Regions from separate parts of the Mus musculus genome. Here regions 1, 3, 4, 5 and 6 are each linked to region 2. The links are chromatin contacts, called in public ChIA-PET, HiChIP or PLAC-seq and promoter capture Hi-C maps. All regions are on one chromosome and are shown on one strand. Each heading gives the region's core, a stretch centred on a gene start, on an enhancer-like site or on the middle of the called end of the contact. The rest is flanking DNA. Distances are from core to core; before and after follow the strand shown. Region 1 holds the start of Dctn5 (dynactin 5). Region 2 holds the start of 4930413G21Rik (RIKEN cDNA 4930413G21 gene). Region 3 overlaps Prkcb (protein kinase C, beta). Region 4 overlaps Prkcb (protein kinase C, beta). Region 5 overlaps Prkcb (protein kinase C, beta). Region 6 has its middle 8.0 kb from the start of Gm29903.

Region 1 (3,920 bases), core at 895-3,394, 840 kb after region 2:
ATTAAGTCACATACCCTTTGCTGAATTTTTTGAACGGTGGCCTTATGACACTACGGCTTTTCACGACACAGTGACGTCCAACTCTTACATTTGCCAGGTCTCCTCGGATGATACAGTCATTCATTATAATGGTCTATAAAGCAAAACACGTGTAAAAAATACCAGTTAAGTCCATGTCCCTGAATTCTGTTTTAAAGTACTTAAGATACTGCCTCTTCATGAGTTTTGTGTCTAGTAGTCCTAGGCACAATACAGCACAGAGAACAATCTGCCACTGCATTCTGTTCAGACATAAAAGATTTCTGGCCCTTCCCTCCACCACCACCATGTTCTTACTCATAATATTTAATGCAATGTAAATCCTATTTAAATAAAATACTGAAGAAAATGACAGAAGTGTTCACGTTCTGTTTAGAAGAAATTCCTCCCCTCTCTTCTCCCTCTGTCTAGCTGCCCTGTGTCTCCTGTGCTCTCTCCTGTTATATTTCACGTGTTACTGCCCTCCCCACCCTCTTCCTTAAAGCTTCTTTATTCCCCATCTAATGGGCCGCTCTCTAATTTTTTTGGCTTCTCCTCCCTGATCGTCTTTGTGCATTCAATAAATCTAATTTGGAGAAAAAAATGAAAACAAAGAAAGAGGGGTTAGAGAGATGGCTCAGCGGTTAAGAGCACTGGCTGCTCTTTCAGAGGTCTGAGTTCAATTCCCAGCAACCACATGGTGGCTCAAAACCATCTGTAATGGGATCTAATGCCCTCTTCTGGTGTGTCTGAAGACAGTGACAATGTGTTCATATATACATAAAATAAATAAATGTTTAAAAAAACAAAAACAAAGAGAGAGAACTGGAAATGACAAATTGGAGACAGCACTATCCCATATACCCTGCTGATACAGTGACTAGCTGAAGGCATAAGGGTAACCTCCTGAAGCTGCCTGTGCCCTTTACCTTGCCATTGAGGACGATGTTCTGGCTTCCACACAAAACAGACTGGCGACTAACTTTGTTCCCAGATGCCTAAAAGCAAACAGAAATCTGGAGTGAAAAAACAGAGGATTTCTGGACTACAGTTTCCATCATGAAAGCTCACATTGAGGAGAAAATTACTTCAAATGAAGGGCAGTCTAAAAATGAATGAGGCCTGAATGTATACTGCACCCCTACTGTCCCAGCTCTGGGTGGGGTGACTGTGAATTTGGGGTTAGACTAAACTATGAAGTGAGACTCCATCACCAAACAAACAAACAAAAACAAACTGGAGAAGGAATGCACTGGGGGGGGGGGGGGAAGGCTGTGGGCACGGCTCCGTGATAAGAGCACTCAGGAACTGAATCCAATCTATCAAAAGAGCAAGGGTAGATCAGGAACTGAGAGCTCAAGAAATGAATTCAGGATCGGTATCTAATGAGCGGTCTAATGACTGATGTGCATTCAGACCCCACTTCCATATTACGGTTTCATAGCCTTCAGTGAGGAAAATTACTTTTCCATGATCACAGACACACAGAAAAAATAATGATAGTAACCCTAACGGGGGCAGTTTACATATGTTGTATTATGAGTTGACGAATAGAAACAATAACGTCTTAGCACGTAAGCAGACTGTGAAATATTATTTTTAAAAAGGGCCCGGAGTCTGAAAATGTAATTTATATACAGAATGAATAGGCTGTACTGTGTATTCCTCTGGAAGACATTATTTAACAGGAAACTCAGGCGTGTGTATATGCACACACATAGATATATATGCATAGAAACTCTCCCACATCCACACTTTCCTCCCCCGCTACACAGCACACCCACACACACGAGATGAAGGAGAAGAGAGCCTAATGCATGCATGCACCGACTAAATAACAATCAGATGAAACACGAAGCATCTCTAAGTCATCCAAGGAAGGGACTGAGGGAACGGGAACCAGTGCAGCCGGGACGGGAGGGGCGACCGTCCAGTCCTCGAGGGTCCCGTGACTGCCAGCGGCGGCAGGGTCGCCACACGCGCACCGTCTCGATGTACTCCGACTTGTTGTACAGCAGTTCGCCCAACTCCATGGCTTCCCCCTCTCTGAACCTCAGGATCCTGTCAGTAGCTCAGGCAGACGGTGATTCCAGCTACTTCCGGTTGATCGGCCACTTCCGCTATCCCCGCCCTGGACTCTCATTCGACTCTCCTCTAGTCAAGCCTGCTCGATCGCTCGGCAGTCTCCAGCTGCGCGTGCGCAGAGCGAACAGAGGTTTTAATTGGCCAGAGCGGCTAGCGCGCGGAACCTGTGTGGCTCGGCAGGAACATAGTGGGGGTGAACTAGGTCCCCGTTCTTCCCAGGGGTTCCTCTTGGCCCTAGGAAGCCCTGGCTGGGTCCCCGTGACCACAGGCCCGAGGCTGGAGACGGCTGCTCCTTGCGTTCGGCTTCCAACCCGATGGAAGAGCTTTCCGGGAAGCCCCTCAGCTATGCGGAGAAGGAAAAGGTGCCCGGGTTGCGGGAAGGGTGACCCAGGGCTTTAGGCTGGGTTTTCAAACCTAGTTCCTGTATCCGAGGCAGTGTCCTCCTACCTACAGCCTCCACGAGAAGTCACTGAGACGAGCGCGCTGCTCGGGTGGCGAAGCTTAAAATGCAGACGAGCCAAACCCATCTTCTAGTGGCACTGCATAAATATTAGGTGTAAAACTACATATAGGTAAACCTAGAGGCCCTCTTCTCTCCCACTCCACTCCGGCCCCGTCACATAAATCTTTCACGTCACGTCAACAGCCTTATATATATACATTTTCGTGTTTGTCTGTTAGGGCTTGACCTCCAAAATAGGTTTACATTGGAGAAGGGGATGGTTATAACGTGTACTCTGGTTGGTTCTGCAGCTGGTGTTCTCCATGTTTAAGACCCACGTTGGAACAAGATGAGGGGAAGAAAATAATATAAATATTACATATAATGAACAGGTGTTGTGTGTGTGCATACAAATTTAGTGTAGTAGTTAGAAGGAGCTCTCATTTCTTTCAGGCTCAGAATATTATTCTCCTGCAAGACTTAAATATTACTTCCATGTTCTTGTGCTTTCTGTGCAAAATTAGAATTCACATTAATTTGTCTTCCTATCCTGTCTTACCTTCTAAGGGTGGTAAAGATCATTTACAAATAAACAAGATAACTCCTACTTACTGATAAGATTGAGGACAAGATAACAGGTTAAGATCAGAATTACTCATGTTGTGGTGGCCCATGACCATAATTTGGTTGCTACTTAATAACTGCAGTTTGCTGCTATTATGAATCAAAATATATATGATATGAAACCTCTGTGTGTGTGGGGGGGGTGTTAAATGGAGCAGTTATAAATGGCAGCATCCTGGAGGAACTGCTTATTCTCTGTTCAGTTTGCATATCTCAAAGGAGGATGATTATATAATAGAATCTATTTGTTAGGGTTATTGTGAGTGCTAATTGAGTCATTGGACATTAAAGTCACAAAATTCCCTAGGACTAACTGAAGCACATTATGAAAGTATCTGCCATTTTTATTATTATGTGTCTGAGAATGGATGGGGACTAAAGTGACTTTAGCACAGAAGTGCTGGAGTCCCACAAAAGTGCTGGGGAATGAGGTGGGGAAAGTGCTTAAGAAAAGTTTAAGTTGTTAGTAACTTTTTTTCTTAATTTTTAATGACCAAAACAAAAACATACCTAAAAGTGAAGCCTCTGGAAAACCCACTTGCACTTCCCTGTCTTGTATCACTCCTCACACTTGACATTGGCTTCCTGCCTGGCCTTGTGTTTCAAAGCTGGGTCTCTGAATGCATCCTTGTTGACAACAGTTTTGCCCAAGGGGATATCCAGACTCCCTTGTGGGCATGAGGTGGTTATAGTTATAAACTTTCACAGAGGACTTTATCTTGGATTGCTTGGCAATTTTCTTCTAGCCTGT
Region 2 (4,248 bases), core at 848-3,347:
CCTTTTATCAAATTTAGCTTGGTGGAACATGTCTTTGATACCAGCACTCAGGAGGCAGAGGCAAGCTGATCTGTGAGTCAGAGGCAAGCTGATCTGAGTCAGAGGCTAGCCTGATCTAAGTAGAGAAGGCCAAAAATTAAGACCATAACATAAATAAAACAACTCCATTTAGAACTCTCTTCTCACACTATCAATGAATGTTAGAAGTCTAACAGAGCCCATCCCATGAGCATTACTACCCTGAGAAAAAGAAAGCAAAACAAGTTTAGAGTCAGAGAAGACTGTGACATTGCCACCATTCAAGTCCCAGTACTATGATGTTTTCAGGGGTGGTGGTGCACCCCTTTGATTTCAGCACTCAAAGGCAGCAAGTCCCAGTACTATGATGTTTTCAGGGGTGGTGGTGCACCCCTTTGATTTCAGCACTCAAAGGCAGAGGCAAGAGATCCGAGTTCAAGGTGGCGCAACACCTTTAATCCCAGCACTAGAGAGGCAGAAGCAGGTGGATCCGAGTTCCAGGGCAGTCAGGACTACACAGAGAAACTATCAGAGAGACAGACAGACAGATGGGACCTAGACCCAATTACTTTTAAAATGAAGAGCTCAAATTTTATAACCAGTGGCTTACTTACATTCACACATGGTAGCATTCTTTTTAGAAAAACACACACACATATATTTTGGTGGTGTCGGATGAAGAGCCCAGGGCCTTGCACTTTGAAACTTTTCTGAACTGCTTAACAGTTAAGTGTGGTCTAACACCTGCATTCCCCACACTTGGGAAGCTCAAAAGGGGTTGTTGGGGTTGGAGGCCAGTCTGGGCTACAGAATATAACTTTTGAGTAAATATCACTAATTCTGGAATTACACCTCAGAGTGTTCACCTCAGAACATTTTTTTAAATACAAAACCAATTCCAGCACTAACTAAATCCTCAAAAATACCTTTTCTACAAGCAACCCCGTATAAATAAATAAAAGGCCAGTGGACAATTGCTATCAGCTTCAAAACGCTGCTAGATTAGCCAACAAGTTATATCTACTGCTGCTTTAACCAATAGGAAACCTTACACAGGCTTTCCTCTCCTGATGGAAAAACAAGTTAGGGAAAGGCCACAAGGCAAACACCCAACAGACTCAGGTAGCAACCCTTTTCTCTTTTCAACCCAATCCCACTGTTTAAAAAACTTTAATTAAGGAGGAGGTGGGGCCCCATTTTGAAAACCAGCCTGCTAGGTAAGACAGATCCCAGCATTCAGAAGGCCAGTTAAACTCCAAGGTCGGGTGCTGCAATCCTTGGCTATCAATGAAACTCTGTGTATGACAACGGGTAAGAATGGAGTTCAAGCCTGAAACAAGAAACTTAAAATACCAACCTTGACGCCCCCCCCTCCCCCCAATAAATATCTGCGGCCCGTGTGCCTCTTACCTTCTTTCGTCTGTGCGTTGGTGATCTGCAGATCGCTATCGGCAGCTTTCAGCTTTTCTCTCCCCATAATCTGCTTCTTTAAATCGCAGAGGGAGATATGGAGCCCATCAAAAGTGACGGTGTCGTAGTTGAGTTTAGAGGAAAATTTATAGTGCACACAGGACATTGTGGCAAAAGATTCCTAAGGTTCAGCGAGGAGACGTGGACACTCTCAATATATGTATATTTATAAACTTAAGAGCAAAATATGTACACACACAAAACACTCAAAAGACAACGAAGGACCCTAAGGCCTCAGATTAAATACCCCCCCAACCACAAGCGGGGGTCCGTGAGAACAATAATCCGGAACCCCCCGTACTCAGAATCGCTTCATGAGGGAGGAGCAAGACAGGAAAGGGGGCAATCGAGGATCCGCCAACCGGCACAATGTCACCCGGCTGGGTCCCACTCGCTCATGCTAAGGGCCGGCAGGAGACGGGGGCAGGCGGTGCAGTCAGTAGCGGTCAGTCCACACGTTAGAGTCCGAATGACCCCGCGGGGTCAGGGGTCCATAGCGGCCGCACCTCCCGGCTAGTCTCTCTCCGTGGATGGGGGTGACCCAGGCCCCGGGAGAAGGTTGCGGGGAGAGGGCCTAGGCCCGGAGTCCACGAGCGGCCTCTCGCCTCCTCCCGGCTTCCGGACGACCGGCGTCGGCGTCCCCAGGCCCAGGCCCCCACCGCACACACACCCTGGCGCCTGCTCCCCGGAGGCCACGAGCGGCCCGCGGCCTAGGCCGAGATCGCGCGGTCGGCGGAGGAGAGGCCTTCCAGCGGCCGCCCGGTTCGGCTCCGCCTCCCCCCCGCCGCCGCCTGACACAAAGCCGGTGCGGGGCCCAGCTAGGCCGCGAGGCCCTTCCTCACCACCCCGGGCCCCGGAAGGCGGCTTCGTTGGCCCCGGGGACACCACCGAGGCTGCCCGACTCTTCCTCTTGCTGCTCCTCGCGCTGCTCCCGCTCCTGTCGCCTCTGAGCCCACGACCGCGTCGGGAAGCCCGGAAACGGTCGGGCGGCGGCGAGGGCGTCGCTGGATTCCCTCTTTATTATTATTATTTTTTTTTTGTTCTGCCCCCCCAACCCCGGGCGCTCTCCGGCCCGCACCCTGCGCCGACGACACCTCCGCGCCAGGCACTATGGCGGACGCGGCCTGGCTTCGGGCGAGCGCCCCCACTCCGGGGTCTCTTAAGCAGGGACTGCACGGGCGGCGCACGCGAGGCGGGGCTTGGGCGTGCGCCGATAGGCGGGCCGGGGGCGGGGCCGTCTGCGTCACAAAGCGCACCGGCCCGCCCACGTGACCCGGCGCTTTGTGACTTGCGGCGTGGAACCTGAGGCTACGCGGAGAACAGGAGAAACTACGTGGGTCCGCAGAGAGGGGGAGGCGGACCGTCCCACCGGGCGGGTCTGGAAGGGGCGCTTAAGCGGCGGAGGCCCCAAAGTGCGGAGGGGGTGAACCGCGAATTCCACCCACGCACGAGTCTCATCACTGTGATGGCTGCTCACCAACTCCTCTCCTAACAGACTGTATACCCTGAGCTCTTCCAAAGCTGCTGGTGAGAATGGACCATCATCACCACCAGCAGCATCTTAAGAGCTGTGTCCGACTCTTACCTTGTACTAGGCACCGCGTTGACCGCTGATGTTTGCAAATTCTGGAGCCCAGTCTCCTAGGTCGGAAGTAACTCCGTTCTCCCAAAGACGCTGTCAGAGAATAAAGAATTAAATCCATGAGTATATTTCAATATTTAAGACCATGCCTGGCATATCTGTGCCTCAATACAGGGGGCCTAATAAATGTCAAATAAACAACAGCAAAAAAATATCTCCAATTTATAAGATAGAAACCTAAAGCCAACAGCCGTGCATTTTTCGAGTTTTCAAAGAAGGGAATGCTTGCTGGGTTGCAGGGTCCTCATTCCATTTTAAATTACAAAGTCCCTTAGGAGGGTTGGCATTCTTTTTCTCTTGTGGCATACGGGACATATTGCATTTATAAATTCATAAATAATAAAAATTAAAACTGTACAATTACTATCATTTACAGTGTCCAATGTCCAGCCTCTGAATTTTACAGGCTAGGCTCAAGGAAGTTCAGCAACTGAGAACAAAATCATACATCCAAGAGGTGGCAGAGTTTTCAGAAACTTCCTGAATGCTAACGCCCCAGATTCTGACTTGGTTTAAGTCAATCATCTTGTCAGAAACGCCTTCCTAAGGCCATCTTATTAAGATAGTCATCGATTTTGGCCTTTATTTTCTTCTTAACTGCAAGGAATATACCTGTTTGTTCTTCTGTTGTTTTTTTTTTTATTATTAATTTTCTTGTTTGGTTTTGGTTTTTGGTTTTTCCAGACAGGGTTTCTCTGTATAGCCTCAGCTGTCCTGGAGCTCACTCTGTAGACCAGGCTGGCCTCGAACTCAGATATCTGCCTGACTCTGCGTCCCAAGTGCTGGGATTAAAGGTATGTGCCACTACTGCCCGGCTTATTAATTATTTTTTTGCTTGTTTGTTCTGAGGTTTCACTATGTAGCCCAGACTGGTCTTGAACTCACAATCTTCTTACCTCAATTTCCAGAGTGCCAGAGCCGGGCAGTGGTAGTGCATGCCTTTAATCCCAGCACTTGGGACGCAGAGGCAGGCGGATTTCTGAGTTCAAGGCCAGCCTGATCTACAAAGTGAGTTCCAGGGCAGCCAAGGCTATACAGAGAAACCCTGTCTTTAAAAAAAAACCAAAACAAAAACAAAAAAACAGAGTGCCAGTGTTACTGGGTTTTTGTTGGTTGGA
Region 3 (3,721 bases), core at 164-2,663, 560 kb after region 2:
TGTGACCTTGCAGATGCTTATTACGGTTGCTCTGTACCAACAATCTGGCGTGTAAACTTCGGGTGATAAGTCTACCTTTTATAACAGAGCTGTGATGAGGATTCGCTGAGTTCATCCTGACTCAGTGTATGGACACAGTCACTTCCTAATAAAGGTCAAGTGTTGTCGATTGCACTCCCACACACTTCCTCCCACTCCTCGCAGCCTACACACTTGTAGAAAACTCACTCTCTGGGTGACCCAGCCATGGTATCACTTTCCTGCTCTGACCATCCACTCGCTGCCTGTGGTCTAAAGTTATGTCATCCACCATGGTGGCAGCTAACTCCAAAGGGGTGGGGTGGGGCGGGGCGGGGCAGGGGACTATAAAAATCTAAGACAGTTAAATAAAACTTAAAATCTGTTCATCATTCTTGCTAACTACATTTCTAGTGCTTAACAACTCTTGTGGCTAGGAGTTCTTGTATTGGGCTAATATAGATGTAAGGTGTAGTTGTTACTGTATACGTCTCCGTGGATAGAAACAGCCTAGGGGATAAAGTACACGTCTTAAGCTGGGCTCCCATCCGTAGTGTAATTACTGTGCAGCTTAGCTCTTTTCTCCTCTTGCCCTGCTGCCTTCCCTTCCTGTCAGGCCAGTGACAGACACATGTTATTACAGATTGCATAGGTCCTCTATTATGCATGTTTGTTCCATCAACGTATCTGCACCAACAGCCTACCACACGCAGTCCACAGATGAAAAAGTGGGCAGAGGAACCTGCCCTTTAAGCAGCAGACTATAGGCCAGACTGGAATAGAACCAGCACATTATCTAAAAACAATTCACTCGACATTCCGGTGGGGCAGGTGATGGTTTGCTCATCTTACTACCTTGATGCAGGAGTTGCAAGCTCAGATGTTTGCAAAGGCCAGGCCTGCTGGCTAAGTGAAGTCAGCCTGGGACTCAGCCAGACTGGGCTGAACTGAAGAATACAGGTCTTTCCAAAGGACACTTGGCTGCACACAAGGGTGGCTCTGGGTTCATGAACGCGGATGCCAGAGAGGACGTTTGCTAAGCGTCATGGAAGCAAATGCATTAGGATTAATGTGTTTGCATGCCACCAGCTTACAGACTCTGCCTTTGCTGCTTATTCTAGTTCAAGCATTTCCACCTCAGGCAATATGTTGCTGAAGCAAACAGCGCCCAAGCAGGGGACAGGAAGAAGGCCATGTGGCTGTGACGAGGAGTAATTGGATCGTACAATCCTTAATTTTAAAAAAGCATGAATGAATGGATGGATGGATGATGAATGATTCAACAAGTTGGCTCATTTGGTTACCTTCACACCCAGAAACCCAGCATCACAGCTGAGTCAAGAGGTTGCAGCTGAGGCTGTGGGCGCTTGGTGCTGTGTGTGAGTTTGTAAGGGCAGGAAGTGCCCTCACCTTATACGCCACGGAAGTTCAGAGGTCTTTCAGAGCCCTGTTTGGCAACTTCTCCATATGCAGCGAGTATTTTGTTGAAAAGAGTGCGCTCCGCTTGCGGCTTAAAAACTTGAACACTGCCAATTCAAAAACCACTGTTTTGTGTCATTTCCGGAAGAAACTCTTCTTTGCAGCTCCTTATACAATCCTTGGATAAACCCTAGATCTTGCAAAAACATCCTCTGCATATGGGAGTCCATATGTAGGTCTATATGTGTACAATCAACCCTCCATATGCAAGGGTTCTATATCTGACGATTCCATCAGCCAACTATCAAAAATATTTGGGAGGAAAAGTCTGCATCTGTCCTGAACTTGTACAAACTTGCCTCCTGACGTTACTCCCTAAATGATGCACCATAAAAACTATCTGCATAGGATTTCCATTGCACTGGGCGTTAAAAGCAATCTTGAGATATCTACACAATTCAGGAGGGTGAGGGTCGATTTCAAGCCAACACTAAGCCATCTGCAAATGAATCTTAACTACTGGAATATTTGGGGAATCCAAGGGCATTCCTGAAACCAATCCTCAGCTATTCCCAGGATATCTGTGTGTTGTCTAAGAAACATTCCTATTTCCTTTTTTCTTTTTTTTATCTATATCCTTGATGTTTTACCTGTAGGATATCATTGCCTGGTTTTCAGCATGGCTTCACACTCTAACCCCCCCCCCCTCCAGGGAGCTGTTTATAAAAGTGTTCAGTCCCTAAGATTCTGGTTTAGTGGAATTGGTGAGAGGTGAGGGCAGGCGTTGGTGCATTGAGAAAGCTCCCTAAGCAATTCGGAAGCACTTGGAGAGTTGAGCATCACGCCTCAGCACATGCCTCCACCACCTGCTTGTTCCCAAGTGAGCACATCCAAGAGCCTGTTCCTCTTCGCTACGGAGACAACAGCCCCATTCTGTTTCCACAGCTGCACCTTACCCCATCATATGGGTAGGCTACCCAATCACATAAGGCATTCCTAAAATGTCAAGGATTCCTTCCTTGGTAAGGAAGGAAGAAGAGACAGAAAATTGCTTATCGGAACCATGCCCTAAGGAGGGAAGACAGAAGAAGGGGCAATCACCCTCCAGTTGAGAGCAATTGCAAAGTGCTCCTTTACAGAGTGACTTGGCCCACAGGAGGTAAGGAATGGGCCTCAGTAAAGGCCCCAGAATAAATAAATACAGGGAAAGAAACTTCTCCCACATCCTCCCTCTGCTTTTAAGAACTCTGGAGGAGTCAGACCCAGGAGGACCAGGGTAACACGTGGAGGTTGTTCTTGGCTATGTCCTCTATTTGTTGTTCACACCTTGAAGATGCCAATGCCTACAAGGAACACTAGCATGCCTTTGCTCATTCGTCATAGTGCCCTTAGACCACGAGAAGCCAAATCAAAGTATGACAGACATCTCTTGCTTCTGCCTGACCAGCATCTATCCCCCACTCTTTTCTGAGGAATCACCCCCCCCCACACACCCATAATTTGTGTGTGTTATCAAAGGCTCCCCTCATCCTCTGGCTCAAACACTGAATGTAGGTCCTAGGCTACCGTGTGGATTTAGGGATGGACAAGTCACTCGAGCCTTCTGATGAGAATCAGCACTGACACTTCTGCTGGAACTACTAAGAGGAGTATTTGCTAGTCAAGTTGCTCAGCTGCTAAGGAAGAACTTATATATCTGTCATGTTTATTATCAAATGCTCACGTGCGTGTGTGTGTGTGTGTGTGTGTGTGTGTGTGTGTGTGTGCACAGAGTGGGGGAAAGGAGTGAGGGAGGGGGAAAGGTAGAGGAAAGGAGGGAGAGGGGAGGATGGAGAGAAAGAGGACTCTATCAACCAAAGGCAAGAGACTGGAGGACAAGCAGCAGAAGGCCCTGTTTTCTCAGTAATTTGTGTGCTCCCATAAATCAACATTCCTACTGAGGAGACAGCTGCTATCAGCATTTGCTTCAGCCCATGATGGGGGACCAAAGGAAGCTGGGATACGATGTCCCATCTTCTCCATGATTTTTCTGTGTGTTGCATTCCTTGACAAAGACCACTGGACTCAGGAATCTGCTTGGGTGACAGAAAGTGTCAGGAGACTCACAGTTTGACAGGTGCCCCATATCCATGGGTGCCTGGTATTTGGGTTTCTTTTCAGCAAGTCCCTGTTGGACTGACACATCCACCTTCTGGTCCCATCAACACCCTGCCCTCATTGGTGAAGGAAAAGATGCACGGCCCCGAGGTCATGCCCTTTCTTGACAAGAAAATGAGTCACATCC
Region 4 (3,751 bases), core at 1,241-3,740, 580 kb after region 2:
TATCCCATGATTCCACTTCATAAATGGAGTGCTTGTGGCATAGGAAGACAGTCTAGGGGCAACGCTCAAACAGAGAGAGAAATTCCTTTTAGCCCTGTGCTAGGATGGACCCCAGGGCCACCATGAATCAGAACGTGGTTCACTTCAATCAGAAGCAAGCCCTCCTCTCACCCAGTCCCCATCCACTCTGCCCTCTCCACCAGAAGATCCTACCTACTCATAGGCATTCAGGGCAGAGGTGACAAGGGGAGTAGGTATCAGGTGATACTGCCAAGGTCTTGCCTTTACCAGCCCTGCTGAGCCAGAGGCAGGCACCAAGGCAGACCTACCAGAGTCTGTATCTTATTTGTCTTACCCAACAGTGGAGCACTGGGAACCTGCACCATGTCTTCCATTAAGTGTCAGGATCAAGTCCATGATCAGAGGTAAAGCTCTCCAGAGAACGCATCTCACAACCTGTATCCCTTGAATCTGAATGCCCAAACCCAGAAAGCCCTGTCGGAGACAGGGTCAGAGTGAGGCCCACAGGCATTGAATAATGAATTGAATACCTTGGCAAGAGTAATGGATAGACATAACTAGACAGAAAAGACTAGAAGTCACAAATATGGCCCAGGGGAGGTACTGTTGGACTTGATGAGAGCATCCATTCCCAAGCAAGGCTGGCAGATACCATACAACAACCGTCACTCTCATGTAGTAGCCGACAGTCTCTACCTGCTTACCTTCCTCCAGTGCCTGGCACTTTCCTAAATGCCTGGTACCAACTCATTTACAATAATTATGTGGTAGAGGTGTTTTATTTCCAACTTACAGATGAGAAAACGAAGGTATGGAGCAATTAAGAAACAATTCAAATGCCACAGAGTAAGAAGGGCAGCTGGGTTAGGCTGGGGTGTTCTGGCTTTGGCACCCCTGCCACAGTGGTGCTCAAAATCCCCAGATCCCAAGCTCCTTCACTCCTCCAGTCACCTCCCAGATGGACCCAACTCTCAATGGAGCTAGCAAGCTTATTCCCTAGAATAAAAGACTAGCCATTGGCTTTGATATACTATGCCTCCTGGGGTATTGAATAGACCAGGAAGTACATAGAGCCTGGAAACCAACTGCCCTTTCTGAAAAGGGGACCTTTCTGTAAGATTAACCAAGTTTCCTTTTATATACAACTAGCACAGAGACCATCGGCATAAAACTCGCCCCCAGTGGTCTTCCCAGGCATTGCATTCATTCCTTATGTGCAAGACTTAGACACATTCTCTTAGTCAATTTGTAGCATTTATCCATTACTGCTTTACTTCCCGCCACCCATACACCCTGCAGCACAGACTGTCTTACTATACAGTATTGCATCTCTAGCACCCAATGTGCAATGAGTGTGTTGAATGAATGAGTGAGTGACTGAGTGAATGAATGAATGCAGTAGTGATATATTACACCCCTTGCTGTAACTGCCTTCTCATGATCATCTTCCCTCACCCACCTAAAAGTTCCCCAACACCACAGAAGATTGTAAAGAATTTCAAAAGCTCTAAGGGACACACGAAAACAATAGCTAAATTAAATGTGATTCCAACCAAATGAGGAACACTCAACAGATAATTATCAGTTTATTCAGTGAGCCCCTGGAGATGATGTCTGGTGCTTTTCCTCACTGAAACATGGGGATACACGGTGGTATCCCCATGCCAAGTAGGCAGCTGATGAGGGCAGCCACTAGGAAAGGGCACCCCTCCCTCAAGGGAGCCAGACCATGTGCATATTCAGAGGAGGCTGGACGTTGTCTATGGTTTCTAAACGTTGGCCAGTATTAAAATCAATCTGAAGAATAAAGAAAACCCCAGCAGGCAGCTGGTTGGTTTTCTCTTGAGTAAAATCATGGTGGGTGAAACAGCTCAACCTCAGGAGAGTCCCAGCCACAGGGTTCTGCCAGCTGGTGCTGTGTATCCTCCCACAGGTTGCTCGGTCTCTCTTTGCTTCAGTAAAATAGAGGATAACAGTACCTTGTAGGCCTGGTGTGACAGACAATTAGATGCAATAAAGTCTGCAGGATGGCTCAACTCTGGGGTCTGCACATGGAAGACAATGCATAAGAGGACTCCCAGCCGAGGTGGACTAGACAGCAAGGGTTCCAAGCCCACCCAGTTTCACTAATCACTCCTCAACCTGCCAATGCAGACAGCATCAGATCCAAACACTCCCCCTGGCTCCCCAGCCAGTTCCCCGCAGCATCCAGAACCGTGTACAGAGCATTTCCATGGCAATAACCTGTTCTACAAAAGGTACAGTAAATATTTACTATTTCTTCACACATTGCAGATTATTTGGGTCTAACAATCTAACTGGCACACTCCACCGCTTTGGAAACAACGGCAATGGTGAAGCCAAGCCCCTGGGAACAGAACAGATGTGCCTTCAGCAGCAGGGACACCAGCAAGCTTGTGGGCAGGCAAGAGCATCATGTGACCACAGATAAAGGGCTCTCAGGAAGCCCAGCTCACAAGGGTGCCCCAGTGCTACTGAACCCCCCTTTCCAGTCACTCCACGCTCTCAGCAGCAAGTGTGATACATTTAGAAGATCTGTCTTCCTTCCCTCTCTATTCAGCACCCATCACACACACAGACACACACACACACACACACCATACACACAGACACACACCACACACACACACAGGCACACACACACACCATACACACAGACACACACCACACACACTCACACCATACACACACACACCACACACACACACAGGCACACACACACACCATACACACAGACACACACCACACACACACCATACACACACACATACCACACACCACACATACACACACACAGAGGCACACACACGAGTTGGATCAGCAGCAGAGCCGAGTGAGACCCACAGAGCCTGCCTGGAGAGGAGGAGGCCCCAATGGGGTGAGGGAGGCTTCTCTGCCCAGGGCTTTGGAAATGTCACGGAGAGAACTCTGATTCATCGCCTAACTCACATCTCCACGGCAGACCCCATCTCTGCAGGGAAGGCAGGACTTGGCTTTTTCATTCACTCCCTCATTCAGGCACAAAGCCTGTGTTTACCAGGAAGAAAAAAAAATTTTTTTAAAGCTCATTCAAGCAGAAACTCTCTGTGTAACCTTGTATTCGTCCCTGAAGAGAGAGAAGAACAAAATACAGACCCTGCATTAAAGTTTCTCCCACTTCAACAGAGGAGGAATGAGAACAGACCACCACCAATCGGTGTGATAGTGTGATAGAGGAGATGGAGGGAGGACCAGGAAAGAATCCAGAAGCTATCTAGAGACGGCAGCATCCAAATGTTTTTTAAATGTGAAATTTCTGTAAGATAAAATAATTCAATAGCAGAAGGGAAAGGCAGAAGCCAGGCTAAGGAAATCAGTACCAGGACAGTGGCAGAGTTGTATCTAGAATCTACATAGTGACCAATCAATAAGAACAAGACAGACCACAGAGAAATGACAGAGCACTGTTTAAAAAAAATGCATAGGGAAAGAAATATAAATAGCCAAGGGCCATGGAGATCAGTCCAACCTCATGAATATCCCAGAAATGCAAATGAAGCTACAGTTCCCCTATCAGATTGATACAGATGGGAAAGAGCACGCCCAGCATTGGCAGCTGTGGGTGCGATGAGTGCATGAAGGCTGGGGCAGCACGGTCCCAGCAGCACGGTGGATGTGAGGGAATGGACACTCTGTTACTCTTGCTCACCTGTCTTCTGTGTACCCAGTG
Region 5 (4,134 bases), core at 220-2,719, 520 kb after region 2:
CATATGAACGGGAAGCACTTTGCTGACTAAGCGATCTCCCCAGTCCCTTAGTACCTTCTAAGTCAGCTAGGTGGCCTCTTGCAAAGATGGGGTCCACACCACACCGCTCTCCTTCCTCTCCTCAGTCCCCAAGTTCAATCCCTTAACACTTCACCATTCAGATAAAGCTAACACAGCACTTTTCATCCATTCATTCGTCTACCTGACAAGTTTTACCACGGGCCTGGTTGTCTCTAGGGATTTAGGAATCAGCATCAAACAAGGACAGAATACCCACTGTCACGAAAGCCACATTCTAATTGCAGAGAGAGAGGGGAAAAATCTGCTCTGCCCTCCCAAATCTCTCCAACACAGTATTTCAATCTCCGAATTGTAATTGCGTGTTTAAATTGCATTTCACCCACGCTTAGCTGCAAGCAACACGGGGGGGGGGGGGGATTTCTCACAACCCCTAACCGTATCCCCAAGGCATGTATTATACTTGACATGTACAAGGTGTTCAATAAATGTTTAGTCTTTGAGAGTTAGCATTTATTGAGCACGACGTGTGCCAGCAAGGACTCTCGGGGACTTATCACATGCTGATTTGCTTGACCCTCGTCACTAGAGATGTGTGCCATTTGCTACCCCCATCGTAGTGACTGGGGGACTAATTGATAAAGTGGTTTGCCCAGGACGTCCCGGCTTCCACGAGCAAAGCGTTGTGTCTAATGGTTGGCACATAGCAAGAGGTGGATGGGTTGCCATGGCAGTGGCCAGGCTGCAGTCATCACTGTCAACCTCCATACCCTGCAGCCACGCATGTGCTACTTCAGGAAAATGACCTGCAAAGCCTTGTGCCTGATGAATTACAGCCAGACGGGGCACAGGAGCCAATGGGTAGAATGTAGCTCACTTCATCGTGGTTTCTTTTCTTTCTGAGACAGGGTTTATAGAGCTGAGGCTGGCCTCACATTTACTACGTAGCCAGGGATGATCAACGGGTTTCTGATCCTCCTGTCTTCATCTTCCAAGGGCTGGGATCACAGGCATGGCCTAACATGTCTGGTTTCTGTGATGCTGGAGATGGAGCCCAGAGCATCACACATGTTAGGCAAACATTCTTCCAATTGAGCTACCCTAGCCCTCTCCATGGCTTTAAAGAATCATTTTGTCTGTGTGTGTGTGTGTGTGTGTGTGTGTGTGTGTGTGAGTGTCTCAGAGGAAAACTTTTCTGGGGAGGGCATTGTTTTCTCCACCCACCATGTGGGTTCCAGGGATGAATTCAAATTACCAGACTTGTCAGCAAGTGGTGATATCTGCCATCACACCAGACCCTTTATGGTCTCTTTGAAGGTTCGGGGACACCTCTGATCTCAATCTCTTGCCTTCACTTCTACCAGGATTCACTTTGAAGGATCAGCTCCACCCACCCACCCACCCACCCATCACCACCACCACCACCAGATTGTCCAGACAAGCTGTGACATCTTCTGATCAGCTCTATCTCCTTCCTTCCTGTCACATGACACCGCTTGGCACAAAACTACACTCACAGGCTTGGGGTACTTGATTTAATCATTAAGGAGAACCTTCCAAGACATCTGTCCAGACCTAAGCAAGTTCAATACTGTAATATGAGCCAATATAAGCAGCCATTCTTTCAGTTTGAGATGTCTACACCCTGAGACACAGCTGGTGAGAAAAGCCGGCTGAAGTTTCAAGTCTGCTGACCAGCTTAGAAGCAGGTAGAGGCCAGGACATATGTAGCTCTAAGCTGGTTCAAGTGGTCTCCAAAAGTGAGGGGAGGAGAGAGAGGGAAACAGAGGTCACGTGATCCTGGGGTTGGCAATCTTGGTTCCAGTCCCTCAGAGGCATGTTACATTGCTTCTTGGGGCCCCTAAAAGTTTCTATTCATGCTTCAGCCAGCCCAAGAAGGAATTTTCCCTGTCACCAGGAGTGAGAGTCAAGATAACTACATTGGGTTTTGGCACAGGCTCCTCCTACTGACCAATCAGAATGAACTAAGTGGGCCAATCAGCAGGCGCTGGGGTTGGGCGTAAACTCTGAAGCTTTTGACCACGGAGAAGCAAGTATGGCTACCTGGGAGAAGGAGGCAGTGCCTCAGAGGGTCAATGGCTGTTTACCAACTGGTTTAAAAGTATGCCAGTATTTTTACCACAGGCATGGGTGTGCTGGTGGAACCAGGTCCAGTGTCAGCCCTGCTGCTACAGTGTGAGTCCAAAATGTCCCCCATAGGCCTGGGTCCTGACTGCATGATCCCAGCTGCTGGCGGTAGAAAGTTTAGGAGATGAGGACTAGCTGGAAGAGTAGATCCCTAAGGGTGTGTTCTTAGATGCATCTTTCCCTGTCCTTTCCTGACACATCCTCTCTGCTTCCTGTCCACCATGCAGTGAACAGTTCTCATCTTCCACACATTCCTAGACCAGTGCAAAGAGAGCACTGGCTGAATGCGCTGAAACTGTGAGCCAAATATCTTTCTTTCCTCCTTCAAGCTGCCCTGTATTCGGTATGAGTGACAGTGAAACAGACATATTGATTTAAGTATCTTAAACCACACCTACATTCCCTTCCCAGCCTAGACTCCTAAGTTGGGCCAGGCCTGCTGTGATGGGTCATCTTGGTTGTCAACTTGGCTGCACCTGAAATCAACAAAACTCCAAGCTGCTAGGCACACCTATGAGAGATTTTCTTAATCAAATTTTTTTTGAAAAAGAGTGAGCCACCCTCAACCAGGGCACACCTTCTGGTGGCAGCCCAGATAGAAGATCTGTAAGGAGGAAACTTTGCCTTTTGCCTGCTTGACACTCCCACTCCCACAGGCAATCTCATCTATCCTGCTGCTGTGGCATTCCTTCACGGATATTAGAACCGACTTCTTTGAGATTCCAATGTAGACCGGAGGCCAGCAGTTCTCTGGGAATCCTCCAGGCCTTCGGTGACAAATTGGAACTGCCAAGCCAATCAGCCCCATAGACTGAGTAACTACTTTCTAGTGTACCAAAGCCATTGCTGGACTACCTGGCCCACAGCCTGCTAGCTACTCTAACTCGTCATATAGACATGAGTATAAATCACGCATGTCATATGAATCACATATATTCATGTATAAGATTTATATTCATATATAATTTATTCTCATATACTCATATTCATATGTGTATTCATTCTATCAGTCCTGTTCCTTTAGAAAACCCTGACCAATACACCTGCCATACAGCTTAGAAGTCAAACTCAACCTACAGTTGTCTCTGATCTCATCCAAAGACACAACTTTCCTCTCTGCTCTACTCTCCCCATCTCCCAGGCCCCATTGAATGCCTCTAACCTGACTAATCCTTGTCCCACCTCCTCTCTATGCTAACAGAGGTCATGGTCTAGGACAGGCAGGCCATCTCCCACCTGCACACCAGCTATAACTACTCCTATGGTGCCTCTTAGCCAGCTCAGAGAAGTTGTGCCCCTTAAAAGTTCTAATGTGTAAGATACAATGAGTGCACTTCCTGATGCCATTAAAAAAAAAAAAACAAATCACAGGTTGTGACTACAGTGGACACACATTTTCTATGTGCAGCTGCCTTGCAGGGTGAGCTTCCCCATTCTCCGAAGTCCCTGTGACTCCCCACTGTGGTCCACTGTGCCTGTTTCTCTCTTCTCCTCTTGTAATTGTCCCTGCAGACTCCAGTTCTGTGATATCTGCAAGGTAACACCCTTCTTCACCCCACAGTCCTTTGGGTGTGAACACAGTTCCTCTTCCTTCCCAAAATTCCTCCCAGACACAATGTCAATGCTTGAAACTGCTGCACGCCCTTGCTGTCCAGCATCCCTAGAGTTTCCTCTTCCACCCCAAAGAATTGTGTTCTCACAACGCTGTTGCCATATTTCTCTCCCTCATGTTCATGTGGTAGGAGTTCTGTCACCAGAATAAACAGCAGGCAACCCACACTGCCAAGTGTCCTGGCACCTCTGATCCTGACACTCATGAACTCAGAGCTCACACGTTACCTGTGTAGGCACAGGACTGGGCTACTCTCACAAAGGGAGATGCCTCACCCCTCCCTGGGGATTTATATATAGTGAATGATTCATGGGAAGAAGAGGCCATTTCCTCAGTGTTACAGCCACTGGTATGGT
Region 6 (3,717 bases), core at 951-3,450, 720 kb after region 2:
GGCCCTGTTTCTGACATGCATAGTGTCTTCAGCAATGAAGACTTACCCTCTACTTCTGAGGGGGCAACCAAGAGAACTAACAATAGCCTGTATGTTTTCTGAATCTCTTGGACATCTGTCACCAACAACTCAAAGGAGAGTTTCTCTTACCTGGTGTTGGAGTTTTTGTTAGGTAATCTTTGGCTCTTGAAGGGAGCAGTGGCAGCCCCTGTGAGAGAATTTCACTTAAATTACATATGTATGTATATTTACACACAGACCTACATGTAAGATGTTTTAGGTAAATAGTTAATAGCATGATTCCTATGACTGTTTAATTTTATTGTTGTTTCTTGTTTTGTTTCATTTTTTATCAAACTCGGGTCATCAACTCAAAACAACTCATAAAAAGCAAGTGTTTTAGCACAAAGCAATCCAAATGTATGCAGATTTGTCCCTTGCTGGGGAAATGACAGTAGGAAAATACCTCTTTGTTTTGTGTAATTGACTCACTGTGTTTTTCTAAGAGCAGAAAATGGGTATTTACAGCAAAAATTTCTGCAGATAGTCAATTGCACCCTTCTCATTCACTGGCTCTGGGTGGCCTGAGGACACAGGCAGTGCAAAGTGGTGTGGGGTGTGCTCAGACTCAAGGCTGCAGCAAAGTCTCAAAGTCTCAAGATGGTGCTGCCAGAGGCACATCCATTCCTTACGTGTATAACTTTGGACTGCCTTTTGGTCAATGCACATTCAAAAACCATTCACTGTTGCCAAATTATCCTGGAGGCCCCCCACATGATGGGCAGTTTAAGGAGCTGTGATGCAAAGGATACTGGGAAGGCGACTCTCAGGAAAGGAAATACAGCTTATAGACACAAGAGAAAGCTCCATCCCACACACAATTAAGGCAATGTAAATTAAAACCATAATGAGGAACTATTTTCTCCTACCAGACGGACAGCGGATGCTCAGGTAGGCTGTGAGCAACTACTTGTACATCAGAAAACAGCACCTCCCACTAGTCAGGTGCGCATCCTGCCCAGCAACTGGCCCATCTGAACTTCAGGCCCACTTGCTGTGCTGCCTGGACCTTTGCAAACAGGTCTCTGAAGTGAGCACCCTGACGCTCTGAAGAAAACATTCTTGGCTTTAACTGGCCGTCAGAGTGTAACTCCACACAGTAGGACTGCACCTCACTGCCTGCCCTTAGCCATTTGAAAGCACTTTGTCTCCATTGCCATGTAGAGAGGCAGAGGCCTCACTACCGACCTCTCCCTTATCCCTACATCAATTTTACTGGGTATTATTACTAATGATGGTAGCCAGCCAGGAAATGTTTGCTGAGAATCTGCACACAGTTAGCCTTTTTCTGACTTCTAATAGTCCCAGTGGTGGTGGGAGGGGGGTGGCGGTTGTGTGCTTTGGGTTTGTTTGTTTGACTTTTATGTTTTGCTTTATTTTTAAGACAGAGTCTTTCTGCATAGCCCAGGCTGGACTTAAGCTCCCGATTTCCCTACCTCAGCTGCCCGAATGCCAGGATGACAGGTGTGCACCACCATGCCCACACACTTTGTTATTTTTCCTTTTTTGAAATTTGCCTATATGACTTGAAGTAATGCATTTAGTAGATCTCTATCCACAGACATCATAATTCATACTAGTTCTGGGTTTTTTTAAATTCTGTGGTTTTTGCAAATCATAAAAACTTACTCTAACTAGCCTAAAGAGCAGGTGTTAGAAGAATGACTATGGTGTGGGTTCTAGGGTACAGTAAAAAATCCAAAGGGACTGAACGACTGTGAATCTGCACAAAGGCAGCAGTTGAAGGGGCTCACATGCTCCTTCCAGTCTATGTTTCCGGCCCCTCCTGTCAAAACCCTGAGGTCCACTATGGTCAAGGGGGTGGGGCACTAGCCTGTCTGCTGTTGAAGCAGTTGCAGGAAAACATGGGTTTCTGGGCAGTCATCTCTGTACTCCTATGATGCAAACGTTAATTGTTCTCCATCAGAATACTTGAGAATGGATTCAAGGTCTGATTGAAGGAAAGGCAGGTGGCCTGTCTCCGATATTATCCACGACAGAGTGCGGGGAACTGGAGATCAGACTGCCTTAGCTCTGAGGGCCTAGTTCTCTTTTCCTTAAGCAATCGGGAAGTCTCTTGCCTCTCTTCTCCCCCTAGCGGGAGGAGAGGTGGTGGCGGTGACGTTTGCCGGGTGTGAGTGGGATGCTATGAAGGTGGAGTGGAGGTGGAGATGTTTGGGGGATGGTTTCAGGTGGTAGTGGTGTTTGAGAGTATTGGAGGTAGTATAAGGTGGGGTGGGGATGGAGTGGTATTTGAAGGGTGGTTTTAGCTTGGGGAATTAACCTGCCGACAGTTTGTCTTGAGATTCTTTTCCTATTTTGTGCACAGAAGTCCCGCTCTGCCCCCTGGTGGAAGCCACCCGAAACTACAAGGAGAAAACGACTTCAGGCCTCTTCTGAGGCAGCCCTTGCTTGCCTTGTTAGATTGTTTCTAGCTATTTTGTTGCGGGCTTTGCCTTAATAGCTCACCTACCTCAGGCCAAGTTCCAGGCCTGCTACCTGTCCTTGACGCTCTAGCACACGCGCAGACTTCCGAGGGCTGCTTTAAGGGCCACAGATAGAATCGCTTTAAAAACAAAGGCAGGGGTTGTAGGGTTGGCTTTGTGGTTAAGAGCATGTATTGCTCTTCCGGAGAACCTAAACTCATCCGTGACAGGTGGCTCACAACCACCTGACTCTAGCTCCAGGGTAGTTGGCACCTCTAGCCTCTGAGAGCATCTACACGCCCACACACGTAATTTAAAATAAATAAAAATTTAAAACCCACCAAAGTATATAATCTTTCAGTTCTGGAAGGAAACTGTCTGAAGCACTCACTGGGCCATATTCCTTCCAATGCCCATAGAGGAGCCCTTCCTTCCCTCTCTGTAGCCTCAAGACATCTAAGCAACCTTCTCTTGGTCGTGAATGTATTGCTCCAGTCCTCTGCCTTCACAGGATCTGCCTTCTCTCTGCATCTCTTCATCCCTCTGTGCCTGTCTCTTTGTCTCCAATTCCTGTTTTCTAAGCAGTACAATACCCTATTATTGGATAAGGATCCACCTGCTCATTAGACGTCATTTAAAGGCTGGGATTAGAAAGCCAACGTGCACTAAGATGAAACGTATCATACTTGGTTGATACCGGTAACTGTGAATTAGACTGTGCACCACTGGTTCCTGATTTGAACATCTGGTCCCCACATAGTGGCTCTGCTTTGTGAGATTATGGAATCTTCAGGAGATGTGGCCTAGCTGGAAGAGCTAAGCCACTAGAGCCTAGCCCATGAAAGTTAGAGTCTAGACCCTGGGTTCACCACTCTCTCCGCTTCCTGGTCCTCAGGAATATGAACTGCTTCCTCTTTATGCTCCCATGGCAACCATGCCTTCCTATTACAATGGACTGAAATTCTAAAATCATAAGCCAAAATAAACATTTCCTCCATTAAGCTAAGTTGCGTAGCTTGGGTATAGGTGTTTGCCAGCAGCTAATAAAACACCTTATTAACCATAACCACATCATTTTTGTAAAGCTCCTCCATTTGGATTAAAGCGACAAGTCCTGAAACCACAATAATTTGATTTTCAAAACTAAAGTAACTTCTTTTTCTAGATATTCTTCCATCTCTCTTCTCATTGGCTGATCCAAAGGTAGCCTGACTGCAAGGCAATACTATCT

What was found. Promoter capture Hi-C pulls out the DNA fragments that hold promoters and counts their contacts. ChIA-PET counts read pairs in DNA pulled down with a chosen protein or histone mark. HiChIP or PLAC-seq counts read pairs in DNA pulled down with a chosen protein or histone mark.
Region 1: a contact with region 2 is called in a promoter capture Hi-C map of pre-B cells, with 5 times the contacts expected there. The contact joins the promoter of Dctn5 here to the promoter of 4930413G21Rik in region 2. A contact is called at or near these places in 13 of 39 promoter capture datasets (the 3T3-L1 cell line, the C10 cell line, the HPC-7 cell line and 9 more), 10 of 484 Hi-C or Micro-C datasets (B cells, CD4 T cells, CD8 T cells and 4 more), 23 of 115 datasets of contacts at active chromatin or transcription factors (the 230-238 cell line, effector CD8 T cells, embryonic forebrain and 14 more) and 4 of 9 other capture datasets (adipose tissue, embryonic stem cells, liver and 1 more).
Region 3: a contact with region 2 is called in an RNA polymerase II ChIA-PET map of effector CD8 T cells, with 14 read pairs. The contact joins the enhancer-like site here to the promoter of 4930413G21Rik in region 2. A contact is called at or near these places in 10 of 115 datasets of contacts at active chromatin or transcription factors (the 230-238 cell line, acute myeloid leukemia, astrocytes and 7 more).
Region 4: an RNA polymerase II ChIA-PET map of memory CD8 T cells shows a contact between it and region 2, with 5 read pairs. The contact joins the enhancer-like site here to the promoter of 4930413G21Rik in region 2. A contact is called at or near these places in 3 of 39 promoter capture datasets (the C10 cell line, hippocampal neurons and pre-B cells) and 8 of 115 datasets of contacts at active chromatin or transcription factors (the 230-238 cell line, astrocytes, bone marrow-derived macrophages and 5 more).
Region 5: a contact with region 2 is called in an RNA polymerase II ChIA-PET map of memory CD8 T cells, with 23 read pairs. The contact joins the enhancer-like site here to the promoter of 4930413G21Rik in region 2. A contact is called at or near these places in 13 of 39 promoter capture datasets (the 3T3-L1 cell line, the C10 cell line, cranial neural crest and 7 more), 25 of 115 datasets of contacts at active chromatin or transcription factors (the 230-238 cell line, DN3 thymocytes, bone marrow-derived macrophages and 17 more) and 3 of 9 other capture datasets (adipose tissue, liver and pancreatic islet).
Region 6: a contact with region 2 is called in an H3K4me3 HiChIP or PLAC-seq map of the 230-238 cell line, with 9 times the contacts expected there. The contact joins the enhancer-like site here to the promoter of 4930413G21Rik in region 2. A contact is called at or near these places in 5 of 39 promoter capture datasets (the C10 cell line, embryonic stem cells, hippocampal neurons and 1 more), 1 of 484 Hi-C or Micro-C datasets (bone marrow-derived macrophages), 16 of 115 datasets of contacts at active chromatin or transcription factors (the 230-238 cell line, T-cell acute lymphoblastic leukemia, astrocytes and 10 more) and 2 of 9 other capture datasets (adipose tissue and liver).

What each region holds. Positions count from the first base shown.
Region 1 is chr7:122,131,265-122,135,184 of GRCm38.p6, reverse strand. It overlaps Dctn5 (dynactin 5), which reads right to left and starts at 2,144. Exons shown (of 6, transcript NM_021608.3): 1 at 2,004-2,144; 2 at 948-1,016; 3 at 15-133. The coding sequence starts at 2,051. It overlaps Palb2 (partner and localizer of BRCA2), which reads left to right and starts at 2,239. Exons shown (of 13, transcript NM_001081238.2): 1 at 2,239-2,465. The coding sequence starts at 2,418.
Region 2 is chr7:122,968,308-122,972,555 of GRCm38.p6, reverse strand. It overlaps 4930413G21Rik (RIKEN cDNA 4930413G21 gene), which reads left to right and starts at 2,097. Exons shown (of 1, transcript NR_045614.1): 1 at 2,097-3,498. Rbbp6 (retinoblastoma binding protein 6, ubiquitin ligase) reads right to left here and starts at 1,992. Exons shown (of 18, transcript NM_011247.2): 1 at 1,429-1,992. The coding sequence starts at 1,594.
Region 3 is chr7:122,412,048-122,415,768 of GRCm38.p6, reverse strand. All of the region lies in intron 2 of Prkcb (protein kinase C, beta), which reads right to left. Among named protein-coding and RNA genes, the nearest start is that of Gm51497, 120 kb to the right of the region's middle. Within about 2 kb of position 1,413, at least 54 of the 459 cell types and tissues checked have an H3K27ac peak or open chromatin away from gene starts, as enhancers often do. A contact at or near this core is called in acute myeloid leukemia, bone marrow-derived macrophages, effector CD8 T cells and 1 more, where this site is marked.
Region 4 is chr7:122,389,045-122,392,795 of GRCm38.p6, reverse strand. All of the region lies in intron 2 of Prkcb (protein kinase C, beta), which reads right to left. Among named protein-coding and RNA genes, the nearest start is that of Gm51497, 95 kb to the right of the region's middle. Within about 2 kb of position 2,490, at least 109 of the 459 cell types and tissues checked have an H3K27ac peak or open chromatin away from gene starts, as enhancers often do. A contact at or near this core is called in the 230-238 cell line and memory CD8 T cells, where this site is marked.
Region 5 is chr7:122,448,781-122,452,914 of GRCm38.p6, reverse strand. All of the region lies in intron 3 of Prkcb (protein kinase C, beta), which reads right to left. Among named protein-coding and RNA genes, the nearest start is that of Gm51497, 150 kb to the right of the region's middle. Within about 2 kb of position 1,469, at least 4 of the 459 cell types and tissues checked have an H3K27ac peak or open chromatin away from gene starts, as enhancers often do. A contact at or near this core is called in memory CD8 T cells, where this site is marked.
Region 6 is chr7:122,250,349-122,254,065 of GRCm38.p6, reverse strand. No RefSeq gene overlaps it. Among named protein-coding and RNA genes, the nearest start is that of Gm29903, 8.0 kb to the right of the region's middle. Within about 2 kb of position 2,200, at least 73 of the 459 cell types and tissues checked have an H3K27ac peak or open chromatin away from gene starts, as enhancers often do. A contact at or near this core is called in the 230-238 cell line, T-cell acute lymphoblastic leukemia, bone marrow-derived macrophages and 3 more, where this site is marked.